Linked DNA regions of Mus musculus: region 2 is linked to region 1. A link is a contact called in public Hi-C data. All regions are on one chromosome and are shown on one strand. Each heading gives the region's core, a stretch centred on a gene start, on an enhancer-like site or on the middle of the called end of the contact. The rest is flanking DNA. Distances are from core to core; before and after follow the strand shown. Region 1 overlaps Anp32b (acidic (leucine-rich) nuclear phosphoprotein 32 family, member B). Region 2 holds the start of Pramel1 (PRAME like 1).

Region 1 (5,588 bases), core at 1,125-3,624:
CTATTCTCTTCCCAGTGTGGCCAATGGACCGCTCTCTTATTTTTACTCTTCTCCTTGGTTATAGCAGAGGTGGAAGGCTGAGTTGTGCCTCACCTGTGGGGGTGACAGAGTCCAAGCTTTTACCCTAAAGAGTGGTAACATTTTTTTCTTTCCACATTGTGTTCCAAGCACCTGACCTGGAGATGTGAGAGAGCTGTTTTCAAAATCATTTGTTTTGTTTTTGGGTTAATGTCTGTCACCTTCACATTCTCATATGGAAATCCTAACCCCAGCACCTCAGGAAGCAACTCAATTTGGAAATAGGATCACTGTAACAAAAATAAAATAAAATAAAAATAAATCAGTTAATATAAGATCATTAGGGTAGGTCTTAATCCAAAATAGCTGCTATCCTTCTAAAAGGGAGGAATTTTTGTTTTTTGCTTTTTGTTTTTGTTGTTGTTTTTCGAGACAGGGTGTCTGCTAAGGTGGCTCAGGAATCCACTGCATTTGACCAGAGGCAAGTGCATGCCAGCATCCTAGACCCAGCAACAGGCAGACATGGCCCGTGGTGTTCAACCATCAGACAAGGAAGAGAGCAAGACTGGGAGAACCCGAGGTGGTACCATTGGGGCATAGGTAGGATAGGGGGCTTGGTTGGTTGGTTTGTTTGTTTGTTTGTTTTTTGAGACAGGGTTTCTCCGTATAGCCCTGACTGTCCTGGACTGACCTGCCTCTGCCTCCCAAGTGCTGGGATTAAAGGTGTGCGTCACCACCGCCCAGCTGGATGGGGGGCTTGTAGAAGCTTCCTGAAGAATCTTGTGGAGCTAATACCTTTGCTCTGTGTGGTAGGGGTGGAGGGGGAGTCCCTGTGCTGATGGAGGAAGTGTCTAGACTGCAGAGGAGGCATGAATTAAAGTGAAGTGCCTAGGAACGAACAGATCCCCCCCCACACCCCCACCCCCACCCCCACCCCCAGGATCTGAGGAAGCAGGTGGCAGAAGGAATGGCTGGAAAGGGAGGCCAGGAGCATGTGTGGTGGCGCTCCGTGTCAGGACACTGACACAGAGACTGACACAGACACAGACTCAGAGACATACAGACATACACACACACTGGTTTCTCCCTGGAAATGGCACAAGGTAGACAGAGCCTTTGCCCTTGTTCTGTGCTGGGACCCTACAGAGGTCTCCGTGAGCTTTAAATTCCCTCATCTGGAAGGTGAGAATCCCACACTATCTCCATACAACAGATAATCCGTCTGAAAGAGCTCTGTAAACCATAGCATGCCACGGACAGCACTTGGGAGGCAGAGGCAGGTGGATTTCTGAGTTCCAGGCCAGCCTGGTCTACAAAGTGAGTTCCCAGTCAGCCAGGGTTACCCAGAGAAACCCTGCCTCAAAAAACAAAAAAAACAACAAACTAAGGGCTGAACATGCCCAAAGCTTGGCTGAATGCTCACTAAGTCTGTTACCAATAAAAGTCCTTTGGAAGAACTGTCCCCAGCCCTTCTCCACAGTGCCCCTTAGGTATATAGCCATGTCAACACACTGGCTCACCAAGGACAGCCCCACTTTACAGATGAAGAACAGAGTTCACCAAGGCACCTCTGCAGGCCACCTCAAGGAAGGGTGGCAGTCCAAGCAGTATTTCTACTGAATCACATCCTGAGTGGCCCATGGCTCCAGCGCCACAGCCTTCACCTGTTCTCCCAGTCCTTACCTTTTGGAAGCAAGGCCTTGCTAGCTAGTGTGAACGTTGAGTTCTTAGCCCCTCGTGAGGCGAGGAGCCTTCACCACACAGTTCCCCTGGCCTTCACTTAAGGTTCACCAGGGCCCTGTGTCAACAGAGTAAAGATTACGAGCCAAAATCTGAAAGCGTGGGCAACATAAATCCATCCTCATTCATTAATTACAAAAAGCCCTAGAACTTTCTCATCAGAACTGAGTCAGAGCCAGGCATGACAGCACACACCTGTGATCTCAGCACTCAGGAGGCAGAGGCAGGAGATCTCTGAGTTCAAGACCAGCCTGCTCTACAAAGTACGTTTCAGGACAGCCAGGGCTACAGAGAGAAACCCAGCCTCCAAAACAAAACAAAAAGAATTGACCCAGAAGCCAGGAGCCCAAGCAACAAATTTGGATTATGGAGCGCTGAGTTGGAATCTTCGATCAGCTGGCCAGGTGGCTACCTTGAAAGTCTGTTTCAGCACCTCAAATGGGATTCACTAATTGTTTACAGGGAAGTGGTAGGCTAAGATTATTCTCAAGGATCCAGTCACCTTCTCCTGTTCGCCAACCTGTTAAAGAATATCCGGTTCATGCTAATTTATGCCCAGAATCCCAACAGATAAGCACAATGAACTTAACTGGTGATGCTAAATTCTCTTTCACCCTGGGTCAGTGAGGAGGAGGTGCGGGTAGGTTAGTGTGGAGGAGGGGTGGAGGCTGGGGGAGAGCACAGCCCTTGTCTGGTCTTGTCTTCTGGCCACCCACTTCTGACCTGCCTTTCTCCCCAGTGAGACTCAAGCTTAGGTGATATCCCCCACTAACCGAAACTCTTAGCTGCTCTTCTGGATGAGCGGGAAGGGCACTAGAAATCCCCCCGCTGCTGGACAGGCAGAATCCAGAATGGTCTGCACTGGGTCCTGGACAGCTCTGGAATATCTATTAGCTCAAGAGGAAGTGGTTTGAGGGGTCCGACACTCAGCACGCTGGCACTGAGACCTTGCTTCTCCAGACTGGAGGACAGTGCTCACACATACGCCCAGTCTTCAAGCCCCTTCCTCTATGGGAAAACAACCCCCAGCCTTCCCATCCCTTCATCAGATCTGGGAAGGACTTTTGTGCTTACTGCAATGTTGGTTTTCCTGCAACTCCTTGGCAGCCTTGAAGCAGGCTGGTAACTTGACTCCTTTCCAAACCTTCACCACAGCAGTATCATCAGCCTCATTAAAATTGATGTCAGCACAACCTGACAGGGCTGTGTGAAAGCTGAAGGTCACAGAAAAGGGCAGTGTTTGGTCGGGTTGTACAGCCCTTGTGATGCTAGGGTGGTACACCTCAACAGGAAGGAATACCGAAGAAGGTTCCATCGTACCCAAAGCCTGAGTGTAGGGCTGACAGACGGCTGTTCATTGTACAAGCCTGAAGAGTCATCATTATGTGGGTTTCCGGCATCTACACCATCCTCTGGAAGATTGTAGTTCCTACACATCACCCCTGCGGCTGGATTCCTGTAGCAGTTCAGCCATGGTAGGAACACAGGGTTTGTATACGGCAGACCTTTTACCTAAGTCCTTCCAACAGGTCTCAGTTATCCCCTCACCTCTGCTGGCATTTTACTCAAGCACGCCCATGGTTAGTTAGATCTCCAGGGGCCCACTGCAACAAGCCAGGTCTGCTAGCCATCACAGCTCCCAACCAGCACAGACTTTCTATTTCCTAGCTGCTGGAAGAAAAGCCACTCCATGATGGTTTCCCCATAACACTTCCTTCCTAGAACTTCATGACTTTCTTCAGCAAAGGGTAGCTGCGCCTTAAATCCCATTCATGTTACAATCACATCAAGAGGCTTCTGGTAGACCTGGTTTTAAAGGAAAATCAAGACAGAAACCAAGTCCTGGCTTAAGGATGACTCTAAAATCTGAATGGCCATAAGCGGCCAAATACCACAGTAAATGCAGGAAAGCCTTGACCAACATGTAGCAAGGATCCAACCTGGTCCCCAGCACCACCTGCCAACCCCTCTATTCCAAGTCCCTGGTCAAATCTTAGGTTCTTATCAACCCCACCCTACCACCTCTCACCTATTTGCTATGGCCCTTCCTTGTCTCAGGCCCTCCCTATTCTGTTTCTAAAAGATTTTGTGTATGCGGTCTTGTATGCACTTGTGTACCTAGTGTCTGCAGTCATGGGACAGTTGTGAGCAATCACATGGGTGCTGGGAACCCAACACTGGCCCTCTCCAAGTTCTCCTAACCACTAAGCCATCTCTCCAGCCCTGCCGTTTCTTCTTACTGTGAACACTGAAGGCTGACTTTTCTCTATAAGCTAACTTCTTGCTAGTTAAGGAGCCTGACACACCCGAGGGCAGACATTGCAAAGTTGCATGAACTTCTAAAACAATCACCCAGTTTCTGGTTTTGGTATTTGACAGGGTTTACAAACTATGTGCCTGAGGTTGTGTGGAGGTGGTGGGGAGGGAGGGAGGGAGGGAGGGAAGCTTGTGTTCACAGGCCAGGAGAGAGCATCTAATACCCTGGGCTGCCATCACAGGCAGTTTTGCAGGACTCCCTGCTTGTTATGTGGGCAGTAGGATCCCAACCCTGGCCCTCATGATTGTGCAGCAAGCATTCTAACACACTGCAGAACACCACTCTCCCCCCAAGCCCACGAGAACAGAGCACGTGCCCACCTTCAGAGTGACTGAGCTGATCACAAGACCTGCTGCCTGTTGGCAAGGCTTATGTCAGAATTCCCGTCTTGACAAGCGGCGGTCAAGACAGGCCAGCCATCAGCCTAACACACATGCTCTAGTCTTGGTGAGGTCTACTTTTTTACCTAGAGTATTTCCTGTCCATGGGAGCATGGGTCACCCACACTGAGGCTTGTCAAGTCATCTGGCCTTAGCCCTTTAACTTTACACTAAAAGGGACCCAGAAGTCAATACATGGTAGGGTCTTTCCCCTTGACACATGCATGTACTGGTTTGCAAGGGTTCCAGATTACTCAACTGCTGCATGACATTTTCTGCTGCTGGAGCTGACCCAGGGACTTATTCATGCAGGCAGGCGCTCTGCCACTATTGCAGATTCCAAACCATTTTTAAGAAGTAGCTTACTTATTCTCCGGGGTCACTAACAGCGAGAGTTCGAATAGTGATGGTCAAAGATCCTGCCTTTCCTCATCACTAATATACCAAAGACTGCCCCCCACCTCTGTACCAGACACAGCACAAGCTAGTTAGGAGCCTTGTTTAGAAATGTGAGAGTACAACTAGGCTTTACCAAAGAGTAATGCATTTATTTTGCTTAGTCTTAGAAAATACGGTTTTGGCAGTTATCACACAAAATGTCCTAATATCTTTAAAAAAAGAAAGAAAAAAAAAAAGAAAGAAAAGCATGAGAAAACAGACCCAAAATGTTAAGATTTTATTTACAAAGCTTTTCCTTGTTGTACAGAAAGTAAAAATGTTGTTACAATCGCAGTGTAACTGGCAGCCAGGACGGTCAACTCACCAATCACAGCTGTCACGATACAGCAAGAGTCTTACACGAAAACCTAACAACGTTTACAATTTTGTTGGGGCGAAGTCCCCAGGCTTGGTGGTGGATTACCAAGGGGCTAACGGAGGAAGGCGGAATGTCGCGGGAACTATTCTTTGGCTCTTTGGGTGGGGGTGTCCTGGGGCTTGTATCACAGCTACCTTTTTAAAACAGCTACCAAATCCATGAGCAGTCCAACCAATACTCAACAGTTCTGTTTCTTGCAGGTTGTTTCGGGTCTTAATCATCTTCTCCTTCGTCATCTGTTTCTCTCTTTCTCTTTTCACCCTTCCCACTTTCTTCCTCCTCTGCAGTGAAAAACAAACTAGCGTAAGAACATGGG
Region 2 (5,588 bases), core at 2,027-4,526, about 97 Mb before region 1:
ATGTCAATCTCCCAGTAGCTGCAGAGAGCTCATGCCCACTAATGTCTAAATGCCAAGGCTTCGCTTTACTCTAATGAGAAACCTGACCACCCCTCCTTACCAGAATAGCTCATCCAGATGACCCTCTAGGAAGAAGACAGTATCCAGATGCAGGATCTGGAGGCATTTCAGTTTGAGGAACTGAGACGTGAACTGGGTAATAACCTGCTGCTTCTCCACCGGGGTCATCGAGAAGGTCTGCCAGAGGTGAGAGAGGATGAGGCAGCGCAGGTTCCTCATGCGACCCAAGTAAGGGGCGAAGTTAAGCAGGCAGACAGGATTACTGATGCAGTACATACGCAGCTCCTGGACAGAGTCCAGATCCAAAATCTCCAAAAGTTTTCTGTGGTAATACATGGACATAGCCCAGATCTGCAGCTTGCAACAGCACAAACTCACCAAACCATTCCTGTTATCCACCCACTGAACGAGGAAGGACTCTGTGGAATCTAGTGGGCTTTCCTTGAGGACCAAGTCTACCAGCACCTTCACTGGCTGTTTCACCTCTGTTCCCGAATGGCCCACCACTGCTGGATTCTCACTGCAGCCAGCAGTCCCAAACACAGGCAACCTGTTCCACAGCTTCAAAGGCATAACCCGTAAATCCAGCACTTGCAGCTTGCACCTGCTGTGGGTGAAACAGAAGAGTCTCAGCACCTAGGCATTTACCACATTCTGACTCTCATGCCCTTGTCCATGAATCCAGTCCAGTCCCCATGGGAAACAGGGGCAGAGTACTTCAGCCACTGCTGATAAACCCTGCACACTCCACAGTCCTTTCCCAGATGGCTCAGCAATGGCCAAAAAGCCCCTGTAGCTCTCCAAGCTGGGGCCATCAAAAGCCTCCCTTCCATCCTTGTCTACCTTGTCTCCCCCATTCAACCTGACCCCAACTGTCTCTGCTTGTATTCCCTTCTGGGTTTCACTCACCTGTGGGGAACTTTCTGGGAAAGCAAGGCATCAAGCCCATACAGGATAATCTCTAAGATTCTCCTGTAGGCAGTCTTCCTACTGATCATGGCCCCCAGAGGAAGACAGGGGAAGGGCCACGCCTGCACCATCGCCTTTATGATCCCAACATATCTATTTCTGCAGGCCTTTTTGAACAGTGATGGGAAGAAAAGTGAGGGTATGTCATCCAGAGCAGAGATAGCCAAGTCCTGGTTCTTCAGGAGGCTGTTCTCTGCCAGTTCCTGGAGTGTGGGTGGAGTCTTGCAGCTCATCCTGATGGATCTTCAGGAAGGATTCCTGGGGCAACATTTAGAAAAAAGATAAGTGCTGAGACTCACCTCACCCGAGACAGGAGCTAGGTCAGGGTCACAGTCACTGTTCCAAGAGTGACAGAGACCTCAATCTAGTTCCTTCTACTCTGTGCTACACTGACCACAACACCATCCCACTCCCTGTTGGCCCCAGGACTATGGTCTCAAATATCCACTGCCACAGTACATCTTATTACCACCCATTTCCAGTTTAGGCAATGGATTCCACTCCCAGCAGGAACTGAGTCCTGTGCATCCTAGAAGTTAAACTCCAGCTCTCTGAAGGAAATGTGTCATTCAAGATCCTGTATGGCAGCAGGTGGTAGGGATGGCAGATGCCACCCCAGCACTGAGGAGGCAGAGATATACATTCAGTTGGGGGTCAGCTTTGGGAGCATGGGGTCGGGGAAATAGCAATAACTATTAGAAAGAAGGAAATATTTGAGTAAATGTTTATTCTGTAGCACTTAGCACTGAACATGAGTATCATACATGTTAGGGCATTTTTACTAATGAGCCACTATCACTAAACTTCAAACATTTTATCACTTGTTATGTTGTTTGTTTTGGTTTTTTCTTTCTTTGTTTGTTTGTAGACATGGTTTCCCAACCTGACCTGAAACTCACTCTGTAGTCCACTAGGCTGGCCTTGAACTCAGAGATCCTCCTGTCTCTGCTTCCCAAGTGCTGGGGTTAAAGGTATTCACCATCACACCTGACTAAAAACTTTAAATGCCAAGGGTTGAATTTCTGTAGGAGAAAAGTTTCTTCTAAGTCTAGAGCGGTGACTCACATTATCATCAGAACACTCAAAACTAAGGTAGAGGGATCTACATAAGTTCCAGGCTGCCCAGTGTGTTGGCACAGGACAGCCATGGTGGATATACACAGAAACCCTGCCTCAAAAAAACCCCAAACCAACCTCCACCCACCTCCCCAAAGGGCATTTGGCACTATGCCCACTTTTAAAAAGTCTGTCTACAACTCATTAAAACCCTATGCCATCTAACCTGGTCTGCCTAGTAAATTGAGAGAATATGAATAAATATCTACCCATCTCAGACAGTACTCCAACAAGAAATCAAAGTCATGAGTGACTCTACCCAAGTTTGGCTTACTATAGACCAGGCTGGCCCTTTGCCTCTTGAGTGCTGGAGCCACCACCACCCACCCAGCTTTGCACAGCAATTCTCAAACCTTCCTAATGCTGGGACCCCACACACACACACACCCACACCCTTAAAAGCATTTCACTACTACTTCGTAAATGTAATGAATCTAACGCAGGATGTGACCCACCCATCTAGGCCAGATGCCCAGATGACTGCCTAAGGGCCCAGCCTACCCCCATCCTCTCGGAAGGCCCGATCTAGTGAGGAACTTCGAATTAAAACGGTTGTTAGCCTTGGGGGGGGGTGGGGGTGGCAAAGTTCAAAAGAAGCAATCTCTGACTGGGGGGGGAAGCAACCTGGCTGATGGAATGCATTGATAAACAAGGTGTGCGAGCACACACTCCTAATCCTAGCCACACTCAAGTTATTCTTCAGTCAGTCACACAGGCTCGATAACTCGGCACTTAATCCTAGCATGCCGGAAGTGTTTGAAGCCCGAAACGACGCACTGATTTCCTGGCGGGCCCTGGGGCCCTCACAGACGAAGGCCTACTTCAAAAAAAAGCAGAGTGAGAAAGAACGGCCTTATCCTGTCAGCGCACCCGTTAGTCAAGTCTCCCCGACGTGTCTGGAAGAGCACGGGGTGATGGCACGGAGTGGGGCGTTTATTTTGTTGTTTTTTTTTTTTTTTTTACCAAGGGTTGAAGCGATCCTCCGGCCTCGCCCGCTGCTGCTGCTACTGAGGGACAAAATGGCTTACCAGAGATGGACAGAAGCAAGATGTCTCCGAGCCGCCCCGGAGCCCTCCGGTCCCTCTGTCTCCCCCGCTGGCCTCAAACTCACAGAGACCTGACAGGAAGCGCTCGCTCTCGTGGCCGCCGAAGCTTTAACACAACGTTCTGCTCCCACGCCGCTGAAATAAGCTCGGGCCCCGCCCCCCATACAAGCCGCCACTTGATTGGACGTCTCAGGCTCCGCCCACTTTCACGGGATTTCGCCCCCCCACTCCTCCAACGCTTTTTTGAATCTAGAGCCGGATGTGGAGGGAGACTTACAGCGTTGGCCAGGAGGCTGAGGCAGGTGCATCTCTGTGACTTTAGGCCCGGCCTTTCTTCGCTAACTAAATATCGATTTCCCAGGCTCTGGCTAAGACTACTGGATGAGTCCATGTTTGAAAATAAGGCGGGGGCGGTAGGGGGGATTGCTGCGTTGGTGCTGGTATCCATCTTTAATTCCAGCACTCAGGAGGCAGAGGCAGGAGGATCCCTAACTTTCGGCCCAGTATTGTGTCTAACTAAATATCGACTTCCAGGCTCCAACCAAGGCTACTGGATAAGACCCTGCCTTAAAAAATAATAATAAAATTAAGCCGCAGTGGTGGCACCCGCCTTTAATCCCAGCACTTGGGAGGCAGAGGCAGGTGGATTTCTGAATTCGAGGCCAGCCTAGTCTACAGAGTGAGTTCCAGGACAGCCAGGGCTATACGGAGAAACCCTGTCTCCAAAAAAAAAAAAAAAAAAAAAAAAAAAACCGAAAAGAAAAAAGAAATTAAAGTGTGGCTATGGTATTGCCCACCTTTAATTCTTCACTCAAAAGGCAGAGGCAGGAGGATTTCTGACTTTAGGCCCAGCATTTTCTTAATTAAATATTAAATTCCAGGCCCTGAGGCCCTGGCCAAGACTACTGGATGAAACACACACACACACACACACACACACACACACACACACAAAGGGCGGGACTGTAGTAGTGCGTACCTTTAATTCCAACACTCAGGAGGCAGAGGCAGAAGAATCTCTGTGACTTTAGGCCCGGGATAACTAAATATTGACTTCCAGGCTCCAACCTAGACTACTTGATGTACTTGATGAGACCCTGCCTATAAAAGAGAGGGAGGGAGGGAGGAAGAGAGGGGGAGGAGGGGAGGAGGAGGAAGAAGAGGAAGAAGAGAAAAAAAGAGAAGATGGGGCTGTGGTTATGCACTCTGGAGGCAGAGGCAGGAGGTTAGGATGAGTTTGGGGCAATCCAGGTCTCTACACAGCAAGGCCTAGAACAATATAAAGGCACTCTGATACACACACACACACACACACACACACACACACACACACACAAAGTGAGTCTGATCTGTGTTCTCCCCACAAGGGAAGAATTAAGATGGGGTTAAAGTCAAGGCTCAATCATGGATTCACCCCACAAACAGATTTTTCAATATGTTGACTGCAACAGTTGGGAAGAAAGATAGCAAAGGGTTAGTCTATTTCACAGAAAAATAAAAAGTAGCCGGGCATAGTGGGCACAAACCACCCTGCTACATAGAAGGAAAAAAATCTGGAGTTCCAGGACAGGCTGAGCTACAATAGTAACAGTCCAGCCTGGGCTACATGAGACCCTCAAATAAAAAAAAATTAAAAAAAAACAACTGATACGTGGCATTTTTCTTGCAGAATTCTTTAACCACTTTAAGATAGTAAAGATAAAAACCAGATTCTCTCCAGAAAAAAAACAAAAAAACATTAGTAACTTACATACCCAGTGTCACCTGTGGGGGTTTTTCTCTTTTATTTTGTCTTCCTGAAACAAGGCTTTGTTATATGTAACCCAGGTTGATCCAGAACATGTAGACTAGGCTAGCCCATAGAAGTGATCCTATTGTTTCAGCCTGTCCAGTATTGACTCCCAGAACAAAACATCACAGCTGGTAAGCCACAGTATAGGAGACTCGCATCGCCATGCCTGGCTTTGAGATGCTGGGTGTCAAACTCATGGCGCCCTTCCCACAGGCTAGGTGAGTACTCTACCAACTGAGGTACACCCCCAGCCTCAAGATGGGGGGCTTCATGGAAGGACAGAGGTGTAAGGCAAAATTTGCCCAAAGATATTAGAAGCCTTAGTAGTTGTGAAAGGGCAGCTTAAACCCAACTTGCTCCTTCCAGGCAGAGAATGCCTTGGTTTTCCCAGAAAGTAGGGTGTGTTTCAGATGAGATCAGCTCAGTTACAGGCTTGGGGGTCAGAGGAGAAGACAGAGAGCAAGTCACTAGGGCTAGATAGAGAACATCCCTGAGGACCAGACCACGGGTTCAGGTGTATGTTTGTTTAGGTTTTTTTTGTTTTTGGTTTTTTTGGGTTTTTTTTTTTTTTTTTGGTTTTTTTTTTTTTTTTTGGAGACACTAAG

The links. A called contact is a pair of places that touch in the nucleus more often than the background predicts.
Region 2: a contact with region 1 is called in a Hi-C map of embryonic stem cells, with 5 read pairs. The contact joins the promoter of Pramel1 here to the enhancer-like site in region 1. A contact is called at or near these places in 3 of 39 promoter capture datasets (cranial neural crest, embryonic stem cells and second pharyngeal arch cranial neural crest) and 1 of 484 Hi-C or Micro-C datasets (embryonic stem cells).

The regions. Positions count from the first base shown.
Region 1 is chr4:46,472,052-46,477,639 of GRCm38.p6, reverse strand. Anp32b (acidic (leucine-rich) nuclear phosphoprotein 32 family, member B) reads right to left here. Exons shown (of 7, transcript NM_130889.3): 7 at 4,983-5,553. The coding sequence ends at 5,486. Among named protein-coding and RNA genes, the nearest start is that of Nans, 14 kb to the left of the region's middle. Within about 2 kb of position 2,374, at least 19 of the 459 cell types and tissues checked have an H3K27ac peak or open chromatin away from gene starts, as enhancers often do. A contact at or near this core is called in embryonic stem cells, where this site is marked.
Region 2 is chr4:143,392,129-143,397,716 of GRCm38.p6, reverse strand. It overlaps Pramel1 (PRAME like 1), which reads right to left and starts at 3,276. Exons shown (of 4, transcript NM_031377.2): 1 at 3,174-3,276; 2 at 970-1,287; 3 at 101-667. The coding sequence starts at 1,262.